Regions from separate parts of the Capra hircus genome. Here region 2 is linked to region 1. A link is a contact called in public Hi-C data. All regions are on one chromosome and are shown on one strand. The core of a region is the stretch at or near the end of the contact, and the rest is flanking DNA. Distances in the headings are between cores, read along the strand shown.

Region 1 (3,567 bases), core at 739-3,238:
ACTGCCATCCAGGTGGTAGCGGCACAGCCAGGATTCAAGCCTGGGTTTGTCAGCGCTTGCCTTCTCGGTTTCCCCATTTAACTGCCAGCCTTGCCCAGGCTTACTGGCCACGCATCTGGGGAGACAGACCCTGCTTGAAACGATCCTCTTTCACTTTGTGGCCTGTCTCACCGCTCCCTTGCCTGAACCTCACCTACCGAGCTTTATGTATGGGTCTTGCTTTCGAATATGTACAAACTCGGGATTTTGTTTTTCTCTTCCTAGAGCAATCCACATCCTTTGGTTTGGGCAAAACTGAAGGGGTTTCCATTCTGGCCTGCGAAAGCTCTGAGGGATAAAGATGGGCAGGTGGATGCCCGTTTCTTTGGACAACACGACAGGTGGGAGTTAAACACGGGCTTCAAATGCGTAGCTCCAAGTGAGCCTTTGATCCTGCCAATGAATGCGAGAAGGGGCGGGGGGCATAGCTATTATTTGATTGTCATGATACCCACCGATGATCTTGTAGTTTAAAAATACTGGCCTGGGCTGTGTTAAACCTGATTGTGCACCGGCTTCCGTTTTTTCAGGTAGGTTGGAAAGGATCTTGCTTTCGTGATTTTGTGGATGCAGCCAGCATGGGCATAGGTTCCACGGCTATTTTAAGCTCTGCTGTTCTTTTTTTGTTGTTTTTTTTCTCCCCCCTGCAGTAAATTAAATCACCGCACAAATTGCTTTTCAAAATAATGCTTTCAGGGATCAAAAACATTTCCCCAGATTGCTGGTAAATGAATCTCCCATCGTTGTGTGGGGTAGTCCCCTCCTGTTCCTTTTTCTGTGGAGCTAAAATGGGAAATTAGAAGGGGTTGCTGTTTTGACAGGTAGGAGCCCTCTCTCCTAGCCTTCCTGCCCTCCCCCTCCTAGCGAATCGAATTATTCTAGCTAGATGTGAATTACTCTAGCTAATAGCGGCTCTCTGCAGAGCGCAGCCCCCCCACCTGCTTCAGAACAACAGGTAGACAGAGATGAGCAGCGGTTAATATCTCCGGCTCTCTTTCAGCAAGTTATGTTGTGATTAAATGAGGCAACCCCCCCCAACTCCCCCCAGAGCCCTAGCAGACAGGCTGGAAAGTGTTTGTGTGTGTGTATATTTAAAAGACATATTTTGAAAATTATACCCACCCATAGAACATACAGAAAATACAGTTTATCATTTGAAACAACAGCAGAATCTGAAATAATTGCTCCTTGTAAAATTTTGCTTGTCATCTTTGGGGGAAGAAAAAAACCAAACGAATTTCAAAGTAATCTGCAAAGTCACTTACCAGGAATCCAAGCAGTGCATTGATAGGAAACAAGATGGAAATTAGTGGAGATGGTTCTGGGATTGATGGCAAGTATTATATTTTGATCTTGACCATTTTTTGTTGGGAAACTTTCTGAAATTCCCTTATTCATTGATTCATTCAAAGAAACATATTTTCAGTGTGTGCTGTGTGCCAGGCCGAGTGCATGCTACTATGGCAGCTGACATTGTTTTAAGTGCCTTTTTTAATAGAAGCTGCTTTTATCCCCATTTCCTTGATAGGAAAACCAAGGCCCAGAATTAGAAAGTAGCTCAGCTGTGTGACTGTGTTGCCTCTCAAGACATAGCCTCCTGGAGGCTTCCTGTCACTAAGTAAATAGGATATCCCTTTCAGTATTTTCTGGGTCTTCTTTAAGAAAAAGAAACCCTTTTCTGAAATCACTTGTAAAATAACTTCATGGAACTTAGGGCACCAATGCAAGACAAAAATGGGAGAGGGTACAACCCCAGTGACTGTGGCTGGTCAGCTCCTGGGGGTGCAGGGTACCGGTCAGATGCGTCTCCCCAGTATCCCTCCAGGTAGGGGCTCATCTTCCACCTCACCAACAGAGTGGAGGCTGGCCCAGTGAAGGGGCCTCAGCTGTTGGGGCCGCCTGGAGCTCCCCGCTGCTCCTCAGAGCCCCATTTTGGTCCCAACTCCTGCCCACTCGGCTGAAAGCTCTGGAGGCCCCGCAGACGCTGGCCCTGGGGGCATTTGGCTCCTGCCCAGCCCTCGTTCTGCCTGGCTGCACCTTTGGCTCCTCGGTCCTCTGCAGAATGACAGCAGTAAGTGGGAGCGGATGAGAAGCGGGTAGTTTCTAGCACTCTGAGGGTGCGGGTGGGTATTTTGAGGGGTTCCGTGTTCATATGCATCGTGACCTAGCATCACCAAGAGCTGTGAGCTGTGGGTAGCCAGCCTGTACCCTGGACTCTGCCCCATGGCCAGGCTTTGTTTCTCCCTGGTGGTTTCCTCTTAAAAAATAGGAAGGAGATGCTCTTAACATTTGGGGAAAAGAGAAGATAGAAAGTTTATATTTTCTACTTTAAAATTTTGGAAGACTTGGTGTTGGGTCCACATTCCCAAGGCACTCTGATAGCACCTGAGTAGGGGGTCCTTGCATTAGACCGGGTGTGAGTTTCCCACCCACTGTCCCCACTAAGTGTTGCTCCCCATGGCTTTGTACCTGACTTGAGTTTATGGTCTATGAAATCCCTGAGGTCTCCTTGGAAATGCTGATTCCTACCAGATTCCCATCTACACACTGGGTTGAGGCTAGGGGCATGAGGTATCGCAAAGGCACACCCCGAATGCTCTTATATCTACTCTTGCCTTCCCCAGAGCATGGTGGTTTTGTTTCCATCTCCTGCCTGCCTTCACTTGGGTGGCTGATTCCAGAAAAGCAGCTCACGTTCTAGTGGATTTCTGCAGAGCACACTAGGATGTGAGGGCTGATGGTAGGAAGATAGAACTAGCCTGAATCAAGAGTTGAAGAGCTCATACCTCAAAGCTAATAGGCTGTTTTCCCATTTTTATCCATGTGAATTATCTCACATTCAGAACGCTTTTTAGGGTTGTGGTTTTCTAGTCCGTTCCTTCTAGTCCCGTGGAGAATCGCATTTTTAAAAGAGAAAAGAAACCTCTTTATGTCTGAGTGCATGAGAGTGAGATTTGGGCAATAATTATCTTCTCGGAGGTGTGGTCTAGGATCCAGACTGTTTTCTTACTCTACCAACCCAGAGGCAGAGGGAATTTATTATTTTTTTAATGGATTAAACTGACTAAGCTATTGAGCCTTTTAATGTAGCTGAGTGTCTTGTTCGCATTCCGTCCTTGTGACAGAACATGGCTGTTAAGAGGATTGTTAATTAACCATTCAAACCAAGTAATTTTTAAAAAATGGAATATGTGTTTAAGAATCTTGGTAATTCCACCAGGATAATTTGGTTTGCGTTAAGGAAAAAAAGAAAAAACACCATTCTGGAAACAACCTAGGTGGCCATCGAGAGATGAATGGATGGAGTAAATGTGGTCTCTGCACACAGTGGATACTGTTCTGTCTTAAGAAAGATGAAGCATCGCGGCTGTACCAGAAGGACTTTGGGCAAAGTGGAATAAGCCCTTTCCACCAATACTGCATGATTCCAATTGTAGGAGGTATCTGAGATAGGTTCATAAAATCACCGAGTAGAGTGGTGGTTGCCAGGGGCTGGGGACTGGGGAAAAAGGGTGGCTACTGATTAAC
Region 2 (3,567 bases), core at 679-3,178, 52 kb before region 1:
CCCCTGCCTCTTCTAAGGATGGGGGATTGTCTTAAAAAGGTGGCTTTGTTGTTAGAACTTCTGAATAAATGCCCCCATGGGGCAAGATCTCAGTCTACCTAAAACGTGAACATAATTTGCTCTGTTTCAGCTTGGCTGAAGAGGAAATAAAAACAGAACAGGAGGTGGTAGAGGGCATGGATATTTCCACCCGCTCCAAAGGTAAGTAAAAACCTTGTATTATCTATTCCAGAGCAGAGGAGGAAATTGGAATTCCTTTTTCTTGTTGTTGTAGAGCAGTCAAGTGTGGCTTACGAGCCGAGGTTGCAACACTCCTCCCATTTTGAGAGGTTGGCGCCTTTGATGGATGACCCTCATTTATAGAGAAATCTCCTCCTGATTTTCTTTCCCTTGCATGTCTGGCTAGGTGTTCTGACCTGTTGGGAATTGTCCCAACAGTCAGTTTTATGTGGTGTGTGTCATGACTGAGGATGGCTGGCTAGCTCTTTGCAGGGTGACTTTTGGGAATCAATTAAATAAAGCATGTTCTAGAAGCAACTGGCATCTCCAGCCGCTTCTTGGTTTCCAATTTTAATAAAAGGTCTTTTTGGAATCATGAAGGTGGAATGAAGGTGATCCACTTCCTGGAAAACGGTGGTCTTGGTTAGTGAGTAAAGGAAAATGTAGGACCTCCTGGAATTCTGGGGCCAGTGTTAGAATTTTGCAAGTCAGAGTAAACATGGGTGTGTGCTTCTGTTCAGAATCCTGTGTTAGGGTGCCTCAAAGATCTTCTAATTGTGATATTGATAACTTTTTGTTTGGTCTGTATGAGACTTACCCACGTTGCCTTAGGGGTGCTTTTAGAAGGTTGATGAAAATGCTCCTCTCCAAACTAAGTGGTTGTACCATGGTGTTGTTATGCCTTCGACAAGTCTCTGGGTACCTGTGCTGGGAGAGGCTGGAAGGGCTAGACAGAGGATGAGTACAGACTCTGCCAGAAAGAGTCCTTTCCAGCTTAAGAGCTTCACAAAACGTGGTTCCATAAAGGTGTTTGAGACAACAGAGCTTTTTGAGGATTTTTATAAGACAGCCTGTCATTCTGGGCGATGATGAGGGTCAGCTAGTGGTGGCTGTTGTTGGGTCTGGCCAGCCTGACAGGGTCTGGGCCTGGTTCAAAGAGGTGGGCAGGCTGGGCTGCCCGGGTGGGTGGTCAGTGCCTGGGGAGCAGGAAGAGGACGTTGGGAGGGAGACAAGGCCCAGTCTGAGGCCTGCTGCCCTTCCCCACAGCCCCCACCCAGCTCAGGCTAGACCAGCAGCAGAGCCGCAGAGGAATCTGAACAAAAGGTGTCCGGAGACAGCTGCCGATGGGAAGCAGGTCCCAGCTCCCCTTTGTGGTCAGAATTGCCTGTGGAGAAGAAACTCGAGAGAATGGGAGCTGGAGGCGGGCTCTTTGTGCTTGATCTGCGCATCACTCGGACACTTTTCTGGCTCCGCTGCCCAGTTTTCTTATCTGTAAAATGGGCTGTTGGGTTAGATTCCAAGAGTCCTTCCACCTTGGGCTTCTCTTGTAAAGGTAACTCGTCCTGGCGGCATTTATGTAGGCTGTGCTTGGAGGGTCCAGGAGCCTTTTCTTAACCTGGGAGGATGTGGCAGGTCGTGTTCCCATTTTCAGATGAGGAAACTGAGGCTCCGAGTGCTAATGTCTCCCTGGTCAGAAGTGTAGGATGGGATTGGACCGAATCAAGGCTCTGATTCCAAGGAGCTGCTTCTTTCCTGAACTCTCAGGGCCTGAAAGGGCCCGGAACCCAGTCGTTCTCCAAAAGGGTCCAAACTGGGGACTATCAGCCTGCTCAGGCCCGTCCGTCTGTGTGTGGAGACCCCGCTTCTCATCTTCTTGCCGACCCCCTGGGCGTTCCTGGCCCTTCACCCTATGTCTGGGCTGCCCGAGGTGTGACTGCTCTGGGATCATCACCGTCCCTCTTTCTTATCTGCCCCGCCCCATCCTCTCCCAACAGCAGCCAGGGTGATTTTGGAAAAACACATTCATGGGATCTGTCTGCTCTTGCTGAGTCCCTCCGCTGCCCTTTCAGTGCCCTCAGACTCCAGTTTGCAGTCACTGTGACCGACCTGCCTGGCCTGAGCCCTTCAGCTTCCTTCTCTTTTGTTTACTGTGACGCTCTGTGCACCTGACCTCACTTGAGCTCCCTGCTCCTCCTCCCTGGGGGCCCTTTGCTGGGAGCACGCCACCCTAGGTCCCGCTGACTAGTTTTCTCATCTCAGAGCCGTCTCAGACGTCATCTCCTCAGGGAGGCCTTTGGTGGCCACCCAGCCCACGGAGCCATTCCATCGTTTTCTGATAGGTTTTCAAAATAAACCTAATTTTAGAGCAGTTTTTAGGTTTCTGGATAAGCAGAGTGTTCCCATACTACCTCCTGCCCCCGCCCCCCCGCACACATAGTTACGCACACCATTTCCCCTCTCTTTTTAACACCATATATTGGTCTGGCTCATATGTCACAATTAATGAATTGGTGTGCTTCATTCAGACTTCCTTAGTTTTTTTCCACTAAGATCCCTTGTCTGTTCCAAGACCCCACCCAGGATCCCGCATGGCATTTAAGTAACGTGTCTCCTTTAGAATCCTCTTGGCTGTGACCGTTTGTTAGATCTTCCTTGTTTTCAATGGCTTTGCTAGTTTGGCGGTATTTTGTAGGATGAGCCTCATTTGGGGGTAATAATTTTCTCATAGTTGGACTGGAGTAGACTGGAATTACGGGTTTCTGAGAGGAAGGCTTTAAAAGTGCCGTTTTCATCACGTCATATCAAGGGTATGTATTGTGAATATAGTTCACCTCTGGTGCTGTTGACCTTGATCACTTGGCGAAGGGGATGTTTGTCAGGTTTTTCCTCTTCCTTTTTGGAAGGAAGTCACAGTGCTCAGCCCACGTTTACAGAGTGGGGAGCCACGTCCCATCTCCTGAAGGCCAGAATATCTACATAAAGTATTTTGTGTTTTTCTGTATGGGAGATTTGTCTTGTTTTCCTCATGTGTTTGTGCAGCCATTTATCTATATCAGCAGGGACTAAACTGTTTTATACTCTGGGTTATAGTTCGGTACTACTTACTTATTTTGTTGCTCAAATTGTTCCAGCTTTGGCCACTGGGAGCATTTTCAGTTGGCTCCTGTGTCCCTTTGACATCATTGTCGATTGATCGGTTGATTGATTGAATACTGTTTTCCTTTCTGCCACTGCAGAAGTGCTCTCGGCATTTCTGAGGATGCTTTAGGCTCGTTTGGGTCTTCCCTGGTTGCTCAGCGTACAGTAGTACGCTGCCTGCACTACTGGAGCCGCAGGTTCCATCCCTGGGTCAGGAAGATCCCTTGGAGAAGGAATTGGCCACCCACCCCGGTATTCTTGACTGGGAAATCCCATGGACAGAGGAGCCTGGTGTGGGGTCTCAAAGAGTCGCACACGACTTAGCGACTAAACCACCACCCCCACATAGGCTCATCTTGTATGTATTTTCTGCCTAGAATTAGCCATTTCCCTAAGGCCCCCTGTTATTTATTGGAGAATGGCTTTAGA

Evidence for each region. Hi-C and Micro-C count contacts between places; a contact is called where the count stands out from the background.
Region 2: a contact with region 1 is called in a Hi-C map of liver, with 2.2 times the contacts expected there. The contact joins two enhancer-like sites. A contact is called at or near these places in 2 of 5 Hi-C or Micro-C datasets (blood and liver).

Annotation. Positions count from the first base shown.
Region 1 is chr13:75,355,437-75,359,003 of ARS1.2, reverse strand. ZMYND8 (protein kinase C-binding protein 1) reads left to right here. Exons shown (of 22, transcript XM_018057984.1): 11 at 265-380. Among named protein-coding and RNA genes, the nearest start is that of ZMYND8, 63 kb to the left of the region's middle. Within about 2 kb of position 1,988, at least 1 of the 5 cell types and tissues checked has an H3K27ac peak or open chromatin away from gene starts, as enhancers often do.
Region 2 is chr13:75,407,217-75,410,783 of ARS1.2, reverse strand. ZMYND8 (protein kinase C-binding protein 1) reads left to right here. Exons shown (of 22, transcript XM_018057984.1): 3 at 131-201. Among named protein-coding and RNA genes, the nearest start is that of ZMYND8, 12 kb to the left of the region's middle. Within about 2 kb of position 1,928, at least 1 of the 5 cell types and tissues checked has an H3K27ac peak or open chromatin away from gene starts, as enhancers often do.